3 separate regions of the Mus musculus genome follow, and regions 1 and 3 are each linked to region 2. The links are chromatin contacts, called in public Hi-C maps. All regions are on one chromosome and are shown on one strand. Each heading gives the region's core, a stretch centred on a gene start, on an enhancer-like site or on the middle of the called end of the contact. The rest is flanking DNA. Distances are from core to core; before and after follow the strand shown. Region 1 overlaps Cacna1d (calcium channel, voltage-dependent, L type, alpha 1D subunit). Region 2 overlaps Cacna1d (calcium channel, voltage-dependent, L type, alpha 1D subunit). Region 3 has its middle 18 kb from the start of Cacna1d.

Region 1 (3,902 bases), core at 70-2,569, 150 kb before region 2:
GGAAATCTACTAGTGGCTTTGTCTTCAATAAAGAAGGGTCTCCAGAGCCAGGTGTGGTAGCACATCCTTTAATCACATCACTCAAGAGAGAAGCAGGCAGATCTCTAAGGGTTTGAGGCCAGCCTGGCCTGCATAGTGAGCTCTAGGACAGCCAAGGCTACATAGAGAGATCCTGTTTGAAAAAAACATACTAAGAAAAATCAAAGAGTTTCTCTCTTCTTCAGCAACTTTATCCACGGCCGGCACCTCTTCAGAAAGGGCCTCGGCCTAGAGATCACCTACCCCGTCAGTTGCCAGGGTTTTGGCTGATTTGATTTTATACAGGTCTTATGCAAGTAGCAACAGCTGCTGTGAGTTCATGATTGTGACAGCCAGGTCATGCCCGGAAAACAGCATTTCACAGACTCCTCCACGTACTCTGGCTCTTCTATTCTTTCTGCCCAACTTCTGTAGTGTGACTGGCCCTTGATAATAGTAAGGTTAATAAAGAGAGCCTGTTTGCGGGCTGAGCACTGTGACCAGTGATGCATCTCTCCATTGGCTCCTGCCCACTGCAAAACGAAGCTTCCCTCACCGTGGCTGAGTGCAGCCTGGGTCTGTGGACGTAAACTTAAATATTTAGAATGCAATTTGACAGCATGTCCATTTAGTAAAGGAACAGTACTAGGTTCTTTTTAAAGGATGCAGACTACTTCTCTCCACAGTCCTCTCTCCATTCTGCTGCCTTAGTTTGCAGCTGGTTCAGGAACAGTGCACACTGCCCTCTTCCACTGACGTGAGTTCTTCTGCTCCTATTCCTTTTGCAGAGAATTTTCTTTTGTTTCTTCTTGGTATTAGGGAGGGGAGCCTTCCTTCTCTTAAGCATCTTCCACTCTGAATTTAGAATTGCCATGATAAACTGTAAGACAATGTAGTCTTCCCCTTTCCTTCCTTCTTCCGTCCCCACCCCCCTCTCTGCCTCCTCCTCTAACTCCTCCCTCTCATTCCCCTCATACCATCTCCCTTTCTATTCCCCTTTCTCTTCCCCTTGTCTCTTCTCTTAACAAGAGTGGCCTGGAATTTGTGATCTTTCTGTCTCAGCCTTCAGAGAGCTAGGGTTATAGGCATGTGTTGCACCTAGCTTTCTTGTGAGATTTCTGTCTCCATAAACCCAAACTTTCTCAGATCAGTAACTGTGTCTTATACTTGTGTGAGGCCCAGTGCGGGTACCTGCCGAGGGCCTAAGGAACCCAGGGCTCCAGGAAGGAAACTGCACCTGGGTAAGAGCAGCTGCTCTCAGGTTCTAATGAGAACTTCCTGGCCACGTCAGCAGCTGCTTGCCATAGCAGTCAGGCTGTCTTCCCGTGTGTTAGAGCAGGGACACCAAGAGATTCTGTGGAGTAGTGATCTCAGCTGCAGAAAAAGTTAAACTGATGCCGTTTCAGACACTTCAGCTGACACACGGATGCAGAGTGGCCTCACTACCAATTAGTGGAGCTATTTTAGTGAAGGTTTGAATAAATCCTGACTTCTCTGACTAATTAGGTGAGGCTTTTGTTCACATAGACCCAGCCCTCAGTAAGTTGTATAGAAGGCACAGTTTACATGGATGCAGCAACTGACTTATGCACTTGCCACATGCTCCTGCATGTGAAGAGCAAGCTCCTGCAGGACGCATGCGCTGATGTGGGAAGCCTTAGCAGTGCTGCCACTGCAGTTGTGACTGTCACTGTCCCTAGAGACAGCAGCCTGCTCAGATGCATGCTCCAGTGCCTTTAGACTGGTTGTAGCAGAGACCTCAATATAAGGTGTGCGTTTCCACTCTGATTTTATATATACATACATATATATGTATATATTTATATGTGTATATACATAGATGCATATATGTGTATATAACATAACAAATATATACTAATATGTTATAATATTATATGTATATGTTATACATACACACACACATATACTTAAAAAGAAATAGTTGTATTAAAATTTGTTATGAGAGCCACTTTCTTCCCAAGTCAATTAAAACAGTGTAACACTTAATAGTTTTTGTTCTTACTTTTTCTTTTCTACGTGAAAGGCAGGGTCTTTCTATATAACCAGGCTGGTCTGAAACTTACTGTGTAACCAAGTATAGCCAATCATCTTTCCTCCTCTTTCTAAGCACTGAAACTATGGGCATTTGTTACTATGTCCATTTGATACATCTTGTACATTCATCCATAGGCTCCCAAATGCTGGAATATTTAGCCATACACACACACACACACACACACACACACACACACACACACATATGTGTGTGTGTGTGTATTAGGCTCATGACCAGGGAATCAAGTATGTTGACTCAATCTTAAGAGATATGTGTATTTCAAACTAAAACTTGCATTATTGTATCATAGACAAAAAGATATGTGAGCTAAACACAACTGTTCCTTCTGAAGTATACATGGGTATATATATATATATATATATACACACATATATATATTAAATATGGTATATAATACACATATATCATGTTATATGAATATATATATATATAAAAGTAGTCGGAGATTGGAAGTCAGCAAACTGCTTTTTCTGTCACTGGATTTATTGTGACTGATACTATAAGTAGATAGTTTTTTTTTTCCCTTCCCCCTTACACTTGGGGGAATTCTCTCTGCTTGCCAGGCCTTGCCAGCCCACAGCGCCTGTGTGAGTGATGTACACAGGGACTCTTCTTCCCACCGCCATCTTTGAGTGCCCAGCAGGATGGCCACTGGATTGACTGTGCAGAAACATTTCCTGACCATTCCTTAGTACTTTTCCAAGATGCATAGTTCGTCTTCTTCACCTTCTGTCTCAGGGTCAGGTGTCAGGTTGTTCTTTCCCCTTCTCCCGTAGCACAGTGTGTGGGCATTTGCTGCAGGAGGTCAAAACAGCCAGGAGAGTGCAGCGGCTCAGGCTCCAGAGGGTGGCCTTGTTCCTAGGAAGGCATCACTAAAGCTGGTTAAGCGTCTGGGAGGCTGCCTTGGGTTAGCAATAGGAAAGGGTTCTGCAGTGTAGGGAGACAGTTACACCATGTGGCTCTCATGCATCTGTGTCATCTCACATGGAAACAGCCCCTTAAGAATTTCATCCTGAAGGCCAGTGCTATTGCAAAGCACTTTGTGGTGTATGAGAGAATATTCTGAATTTTCCCACTGCCTGCACGGTGCTCTTTCTATGAAGTGTAGTGCAGTCTGAGGATGCTCTCTACTCAGACTGAGCTGGAAACCAAAATAGACTTTGTAAGCGTTCATCACCACAGGTACTTAAGACGAATCTATTTCTAACTATGCCTTCTATGACCTGTCTTGCCAAGCCATGGATGATACTGAACATTAGCAAGGATTCAGCCACAACCATATCACAAGGATGAGGCAGGGCTTTGCTGATGGAGTTCAGGTGGGAGGCGACATTGGAGGATGGGCCTTCTGCCCTGTCCTCAGTCACCTTCTGGCTGCCTTAACTGTTTCCTATTAGTTACTCTCCAGACACTAGAGAGGTTCAGAAAGGTCAGTACACAAAGGGACTTAAGGCTTTTAACCCTGGGGGTCCAGCACTGTCACCCAGGGGCTCATCCCTGTGTCCAATTCAGATCGTGCCCAGCGATGTTCCGTTCCTCCTCTGTGACCTGATGCAGGGAGAAGGGGGCTCAAGCTGTGTTCCCCTCACAGGAGAGTGTTCACCTGCTTCTCACCCTGGTTCCTCTCCTTGCCTTTGCTTGATGAGCCCTTCTAGGATTTTTCCTTATTTATTTTAAAGAATTAACATAGAGGGTGTGTGTGTGTGTGTGTGTTCTTTGGATTATTTTATCTACTACCACAATCAATATTCCTAACAGTTCTACCACACTCCCCCATATTTATTTATCCTGCCCCGTTGTGGTTACA
Region 2 (3,724 bases), core at 396-2,895:
GAGGTTGGATGCAGTGCCCACTGTCATCTGCCCTGGCCTGCTCTCCCCTGGGACGATTAAATCAGCACATGCCGTGTGGCTTTCATCACAAGCTTAAGCAGTCTGGTATTTATTTACTCAAAGGTCATGGGGCGGCAATTAGCATTTATCTGGCATTTCGTGTGTATCAGATGCTGTTCCTGGGGCTATGGGCACATGAGTTCTTATTCTTCACACTGCTCTATGAGACAGGAACTTGATGGATGAGGAAATCAGAGTGTGCCAGCCTTACATAGCCTCCCGAGGCTGCGCAGTCGTGAAGCGCTGCACTGGAGTTGGAACCCACCACTGTTGGCGCTCAGGGTAGCAGCGTGAACCTGGGAGAGTGGGGCCTAAAAAAACAAGGTGGAGTAAAGTCCCATGCAATAGCCAGCTTTATTCAGAGCATCAGACAGTTTATACTCTGGGGGTTAACAAGAGTCACCTGAGAAAAGTGTACAGTCAGGAGGACAAGACACACATGGCAAAACCATGCTTTTCCTTGGAGGAGTAAACAAGTAACAATAGCCAGTTGTAATGAATAGTCTGAAGTGAGCTCACTCCTATTCACTACTACACCCAGGAAGGGGACATAAGCGCATTCCAAAAACAACCCACATCCTGTTGCACCGAGGTTATAAGACCTCTTGTCTTAGTTACTTAGAGTTTTCTCACAAGGTCTCAGAGATCTCACACAGCTTTGTTCATGGGCTATGTTCCAACTCATGGGTATTGGAACATTTGTGCCATGTTCTTCAGGGTTAGGTTGGGGAGGGGGAACTTGCAGTGTGGAGAGAGCATGCCCTTTGTAGAAATGCAGTAGTCCCACTAAGGTGTAGGCCCGTGTTCCTATGCTTTTGCAGGCCCCAATATGGCCCCCTATACTGCCTGTGCACTCCCATTTCTGAGCATGCACATGTAGACTCTACTTTAGAGGTTAGCTGGATGGCTTGGCACGAGTTCAGAAATGCAGCACTGCTAGATGTCAGAGAGTCTGTGACTGTCTCCCTTGTGACCCGATGACCATTAGGGGCTTTAGTAACAAGGATGCTAACAGTTATGGGTGGTCATGTGTCGCTGGAGTGAAGCACATCGCTTCTCTTACCTTGGTTCTCATTTACTTCTTCTCCAGCAACTCATTAGCAATGGCCCAGTCCTTGCTAATATCTCACGAGTAAGCAACACTAGGTAACCAATCCATGTTCATACAGCAGTGGGAGGTACAGTTGTCAGAGTCCAGAGCCCACCTTCTTCACTGCCACCTGCCCTGCCCCAGAGACCAGTCCTGATTGGCATCACACTCCCAATTCATACCCAGAGCCTCTGACTCCCTGAAGGGCACTTTCCTTAAGCACTTTCTTAGATGCAAGGACAAACATAGGAGACCTGTGTCACAAACTAGATAGTAGATTGCGCATTCAGAATAGGTTCTCTGGGACAGGTTGACAAATGCCCTCAACCCTTCAGATCCTGAGCTATAGATTCCTAGCTAGGAGGAGTGGGTGGCAAAAGTGGATTGGAGACATGCCGACATGCCTCAGGCCTCCGCTGTTCCACACTGGACCAGCTGTTGCTGCCCTTTCTGCCCGCCTGCTTGCCTGCCTGCCTGCCTGCTAGGCTGCCCTGTTTGTATTGCTCTTGCTGCCCTCTACTGTCTGGTAATGGAATTGCCTGTGTTCAACCTGAAGGGGTCACGGTGGCTGATCTGCTAAGAGAGGATAAGAAGAAAAGGAAGTTTTGCTGCTTTCGACAACGCAGGGCTAAAGATCACGGTAACTTGCTGAGGTGTTCTTGCTCTGTGGAGGCTCCTTGCCTGACGTTTCTGGTTTCCTCTCCCTGTGCATAGGCATTGCGTGAGCTGCATGCGCTGTGTGGAAAGTGCCTATGTTTTAATCGCTTGGTTTCTCTGATGCTTGGTCATGCTTGGTCTTTTGGCCTTTTCCCTCAAACGTGTGGCATCACTGAGATGGCACCTTTCCGTTTGCACTGTGCCTATGAAGAAGCCTCTGAGCCAACTGAGGGAGCTCGTTTGATTCAGTGTGAATATTCTTAGCCTGGAAGACACGCTTGGAAATGCTTTTCCTTGAATGATGCTTTTAAGTTTAAACTGTTTAGAAATTCCAATAATGTTATTTGGCTGATTTTTTTTTCCAGGCTACATGTTTCAAATTGCTTCTTGGGCGTCGCTGGCTCATTTACCCAAGGCCATGCTAAAGCTAGTAATCTCAGCTTCAAGAGTAAGGGAGGTAGCCCCCCCCCAAAAAAAAAAACCAACCAAAAACAGAACAAAAGCCATCTGGGGGCACTCAGTTCTCTTCAATGAGAATAGCCTTATTTGGGAAGTATAAAGTTAAATATAAAGTTTTGTCCTAAATACTGTTGACCGCACCCTTACCCCGTCCCCAACCACTTGACAAAGCATCCAGGATCATTAACATAGAGATGTGTATACCAAGAACAGCTTGCCCAGCTGTCTGTGGGTCACTGCTGTAGCTGGGAGGCAGTGCACGCTTTGCTTGGATACCTTGGCATGGACAGCTTAGTGCTGACACCAAGATGGACCCCAGTCAGAAAGAGGAAAAAATCTTTGAGAAGACATGGACTGCAGAGGCAGATAGCCAGCTGCGCGCCAGCCGCTCACCCAGAAGAGAGATACACGGCATGGTTTTGTTGCAGTGTGAGAATGCTGAGCTCAGAGGTTAAGTGGGGTTGTCTGTGTTAGAATCCTAGCCTCCTCAGAAGGCCTGAAGAGGAAAGGCATCAGGGGATAGTCAGATGGAAAGCATTTGGCTCACAGGGCCCTAAAAGCTCGAGAAGGAAGAACTCTGTAAAGCTTGCACACCAATATAGGCCAAGGATGAAGCCGACCTGCTTGGGTTTAGTATTTACAACATGCTGATGAGTGCCTTGGGGCCTCTGTCAAGAGAGGTAACCCCTCCTGGGGGCCACTCACCTCAGTAGCAGCGTGGCCTCTGGGGTGGTTTGACGATGTGAGAGAGAGGAAGCCATCTTATCTCTTTGAGGAAGCTGGCTTCCTGGAGTGAGGAATGGCCGTTCTATTGCTGGGAACACAGACCGACTCTGCTGGCGATGGTGGGGCAGGAACCTCGGTTGCTGTGCCACCTTTCCCACAGTACCACCTTTCTCTTTCTCTAACAAAGAGAGTAGTTTTTCTGGGCACAACTCCAGGTCTTGATTCAGACCTGGAGGCCTCAGTCTGACCTTGACCCACATTTCCCAAGGTGAATGTGGCTGCGTCATAGAAATCCCTCGCTCTGTGTGAGCAACACGCATTAGCACAAGCATGTAGCGGTGCCTTCAGGGGCCACCTGGGACTTTGGGGTTTAGCCGTGTTGTCACAGCACGACGCTGCTCATGCTTGCCATGAAAATGATGCAAGGACAGAAGAGCTTGGGGTCAGACCCCTGTTCCTGGGGAAGGAGCACAGTCCTGCCACTGATGCGTTATCCAGCCTTACCTCTTGCCCCCATCCCTTGGGAAGCTTAGCAGCATCAGGAAGTACTAAAAGAAATCCCCAAGTGTGGGCGAGAGCTTGTGCTGAGAAGGGGAGATATAAGGCTCTGTGATAAGCTGAGTGCACACACTGCTCTTACAGGGGTGGGAAGTTTAGTGTGGGGCACCAGCACTGTATAGGTCACAGGCACCTGTAACTCCGGCTCCAGGGCATCTAATGCCCTCTTCTGGC
Region 3 (3,615 bases), core at 798-3,297, 230 kb before region 2:
TCTGCTACAGGGCTGGGAATGAAACTGGGGGATTGGGTGTGGAGGGGAGGAGGGAGAGGGAAGATCTGAAGCTCATCTACCTGCTTTGGTGTCCTCCTTGCTTCTCTGGCAGGCTTGGCCAGTGGGTTCCTAGGGAATGCCTGCTGGAATTGGGGGTTGGAACAACAGGGCTAGTGGAAAGGAAGGTTGGAGGATTTGATCTGAGTAATCTGCAGCAGAGGGGGCCAGAGAGCAGGGGAAATCACAGCAAGTGATCTGCTACAAAGTTTGGGGTGAGATGGTGTGTGTGTGTGTGTGTGTGTGTGTGTGTGTGTGTGTGTGTATTGGGTGGGGAGGGGTTGGGTTTAGAGGAGAGGTGACCATCTTTAGTTAGGATAGCTGCTTCCCTGGCTGCGGGGGTGGGGGAGGCTTCAGGTTCCCAGGGGATTCCTGTTGGAGTTGGGGGTTGGGGAAAGGAAGTGTGGAGGGGAAGAAGGGGGAGCCAGAGCTGATTCAGAACTGGGGATGAGGCCAGTGGACTGGATTTGGGGGATAGGAGGAAGAGGTGAAGAGCTGTAGGTAGCCAACCTGCTTCCCTGGCTAGAGTCTATAACATGGTTTTTATCACATCAGCATGTGACAGCCATGCCTTTGTTAAAGCAATCAAGAGAAGAAGAAAATGTATAGTAGTCTACATTTGAATACATACTTACCATTTCCGGTGCTCACCTCCAAAGATTCAAGTTTCTGTCTAGTTTCTAAAACACTTTACTTTTTCTTGAAAAACTTAGTCTTCTGACCTTTTTAATGGTAGGAGTTCTGTTGGTTTTCATTTATACGAAAAAGACCTTTATTTACCTCTTACTTTTAGCCAAAAAGAATTGTTTCTTGTTTTTTCATGTTTGTGTATCTAACTTGACTCAGACTCAGACATTTTCACGCCAGCTAAGCAGCAATAGAAATCCCCCCACCCACCCCCAAGTTCTTTCAGTTCCTAGCTGTCATTTCTGTTGCCTGTTCTGGGGTTTTCTTCATGGGGTCCTGGTATGGTGTCAACCAGGAATTTGGGTACCACTTGTATTCAGATAATTTCTTAGTATAATACTTTTTGTGAGATCCTTTCTACTATCTTTTTTGCAGTTCCCCAGCCTTTCCACTAGCCTACACTCCATTTTAGGTTTTAAAATCAACCTGTCTGTCTGTCTGTCTATTTGTCTATCTATCTCTTTGTGTAAAGGTTTTGCTTGCATGTGAGCTTGTCTACCATGTTTGTGTGCCATGTGCATACCTGGTGCCAACAGAGTTCAAAAGATGATTTCAGATCCTCTGGAACTAGGATTACAGAGGACTGTGAGTTACTCACATGGGAGATGGGAGTTGAACCATGGCCCTCTGGGAAAGCAATCAGTGATCTTAACTGTGGAGCCAGTTCTCCAACCCCAGATCCCAGTTTTTAAAAACTTGTGTCTCTCATCTTATGTCTGGTTTTGACCAACTTCCAATTATTTTACACAGTTTAGACATTTTGTCATGATTTTGTAGTTTTTCTCTGGAGGAGAAATACATTTTCCAAGCTATTCCAGGGGAACCTTAACTATAGATTTAACAGGAGCAAGTGCCCTGGCGCCTGCCACTCTGTAGTTTTTCCATTGAGCTAGGTTGGGTTGGTTTGCTTCCTGTCAGGATCTCTTGAAGGCACTAAGGCCTTGCCTTCCGCTGCCTTGCAGTTGTGTGCTTTTCTTCTTCCTTTTTTTCTCTAACGTTAAAAAATTATATTGCTTCTCTCCTTTCCTTTTGTCTTAGTTAGGGTTTCATTGCTGTGAACAGACACCATGACTAAGGCAGCTCTTTTAAAGACAAATATTTAATTGGGGCTGGCTTACAGTTTCAGAGGTTCAGACCATTATCATCATGGCAAGAGCATGGCACCATCCAGGCATATACGGCAAGAGAAGAAGCTGAGAGTTCTACATCTTGATTCAAAGGCAGCTAGGGGGAGACTGTCCTCTGCAGGCAGCAGCAGGAGGCTTTCTTCCACACTGGCCTGAGCCAGGAGACCTCAAAGCCTGCCTACACAGTGACATACTTCCTCCAGCAGAGCCATGCTTCCTCTAACATGGCCATGTCTCCTAATTATTGCCACTCCTATGACCAAACATTCAAACATATGAATCTGTGGGCGTCAAGCCTATTCAAATCACCATAGCCTAAGTCTTCCCATATCCCTTCATTCCATCTCAAATTGATGACTTCCTTTTAAAAATTATCATACACACACACACACACACACACACACACACACACACACACAACCACAGAGTCTGTTTAATATGGCTTGTGTATATATATGTGATTTCATGCGCACCACTTTGTTTTGGATAACTAATAGGGGGTTTTCCTTATACCTGGGAGAGGCTAATTCTCCTTCTTTCTGCTGTCATTAGTGGCTTATTGTCCCTTGTCTCAGGGTGGGACCTTATGAGATTTCCTTCTTCTGCATTAGCATGTTATTGATATTGTTACTGTTCAGGTCTTGTTTAGGCAGCCATACTGAATCATACTGAATTTCCCTTCACCCCCTACAATCTCACAGCATCCCTGTTACCACGGCTCTTATAACTCTCTGCCTTCTCTTTTGAGATGTTCATAGAGCCTTAAGTGCAGGTATTGCATTGTAGATGTACCCCCTGGGGCTGCCTTCTTCCACCCAAGATTGGTTCTATGTTTACATTATTTTTAGAAAAATTTCTAGGAAGAGAAGTGGGGAAAATCTTCCCAGTGTGGAAGAGAGCCTCTGCCTGGCTGCCTGCGGAGGACAGATTCCTCTGCCTCACTTAGTATTTTTAGAATAATTTTCTAGGAAGAGAATTGGGAAAAATCCTCATTGTGTCCTTTAAAACATGAAGTCTCTTGCAGTCTGTGCACCGCCCAGGGTCTCTTTGGTGGCTTGTCTGATGTGATGTAGGAGCCACATCAATAGAGCCTTGGGAAGCCGTGGAGTTCCCGGTGCACAGAGACCTCTGAGAGGACACAGCATTCCTGCAGGGGTTGACTTCACGGCTAAGACTTGCAGTATTGCTGTCTTCCTTTTGGCTTCTACTTAGCCAGTTTCCTTGAAGGATCGTAGCCACTGTTGGTGTTTTCTCAGTAATGTGTAGCTCCTACTGGGAAAATGACAAGCAGACATTCGTGGGCAAGACCGGAAGAGTGGAGGCTGTGCTTGGCTTTAGGAAAAGTGACATCGTTAACATTTTAAATGATTATTTATTGGCTTACACAGAGGTAGGTCTCAATGTTGCATTCTTCAAGCCAAATTGTTTTTGATGTTTTTCTTCTGCTCCTCTGACCCACCCTGGAACCCCCTTTCCTCTTTCAGGCTGGATCTGACTTTTGCCTGTCCCCACCTTCTCAGTACCTCTTCTTCCCCTCTCAGCTCTGCTCTCTGGTTTCATAGTTTATCCCCATTCCCTTACCCCTTTCTTATATACGTAGGAACATTAAATTTAGGACCTATAAATTAGAGAGGACGTGTGAACGTTGTCTTTCTGAGACTGAATCACTCTGTTTCATACTTTTCAGATCTATCCATTTCTGACAAATTTCATTATTCCATTGTTTACTCATGGCAGAGTAAAA

What was found. A called contact is a pair of places that touch in the nucleus more often than the background predicts.
Region 1: a Hi-C map of double positive thymocytes shows a contact between it and region 2, with 3 times the contacts expected there. The contact joins two enhancer-like sites. A contact is called at or near these places in 2 of 15 datasets of contacts at CTCF or cohesin (large pre-B cells and pro-B cells), 5 of 484 Hi-C or Micro-C datasets (CD4 T cells, the HL-1 cell line, bone marrow-derived macrophages and 2 more) and 2 of 9 other capture datasets (liver and pancreatic islet).
Region 3: a contact with region 2 is called in a Hi-C map of bone marrow-derived macrophages, with 3 times the contacts expected there. The contact joins two enhancer-like sites. A contact is called at or near these places in 2 of 39 promoter capture datasets (both in liver), 3 of 15 datasets of contacts at CTCF or cohesin (large pre-B cells, pro-B cells and stem cell-derived epiblast-like cells), 30 of 484 Hi-C or Micro-C datasets (B cells, bone marrow-derived dendritic cells, bone marrow-derived macrophages and 19 more), 7 of 115 datasets of contacts at active chromatin or transcription factors (Th17 cells, astrocytes, bone marrow-derived dendritic cells and 4 more) and 3 of 9 other capture datasets (adipose tissue, liver and pancreatic islet).

What each region holds. Positions count from the first base shown.
Region 1 is chr14:30,289,353-30,293,254 of GRCm38.p6, reverse strand. The region is part of intron 3 of Cacna1d (calcium channel, voltage-dependent, L type, alpha 1D subunit); the gene reads left to right. Among named protein-coding and RNA genes, the nearest start is that of Cacna1d, 62 kb to the left of the region's middle. Within about 2 kb of position 1,319, at least 55 of the 459 cell types and tissues checked have an H3K27ac peak or open chromatin away from gene starts, as enhancers often do. A contact at or near this core is called in double positive thymocytes and pancreatic islet, where this site is marked.
Region 2 is chr14:30,135,107-30,138,830 of GRCm38.p6, reverse strand. The region is part of intron 9 of Cacna1d (calcium channel, voltage-dependent, L type, alpha 1D subunit); the gene reads left to right. Among named protein-coding and RNA genes, the nearest start is that of Gm52106, 64 kb to the right of the region's middle. Within about 2 kb of position 1,645, at least 44 of the 459 cell types and tissues checked have an H3K27ac peak or open chromatin away from gene starts, as enhancers often do. A contact at or near this core is called in bone marrow-derived macrophages, double positive thymocytes and pancreatic islet, where this site is marked.
Region 3 is chr14:30,369,678-30,373,292 of GRCm38.p6, reverse strand. It overlaps a transcript of Cacna1d not described here. Among named protein-coding and RNA genes, the nearest start is that of Cacna1d, 18 kb to the right of the region's middle. Within about 2 kb of position 2,047, at least 3 of the 459 cell types and tissues checked have an H3K27ac peak or open chromatin away from gene starts, as enhancers often do. A contact at or near this core is called in bone marrow-derived macrophages, where this site is marked.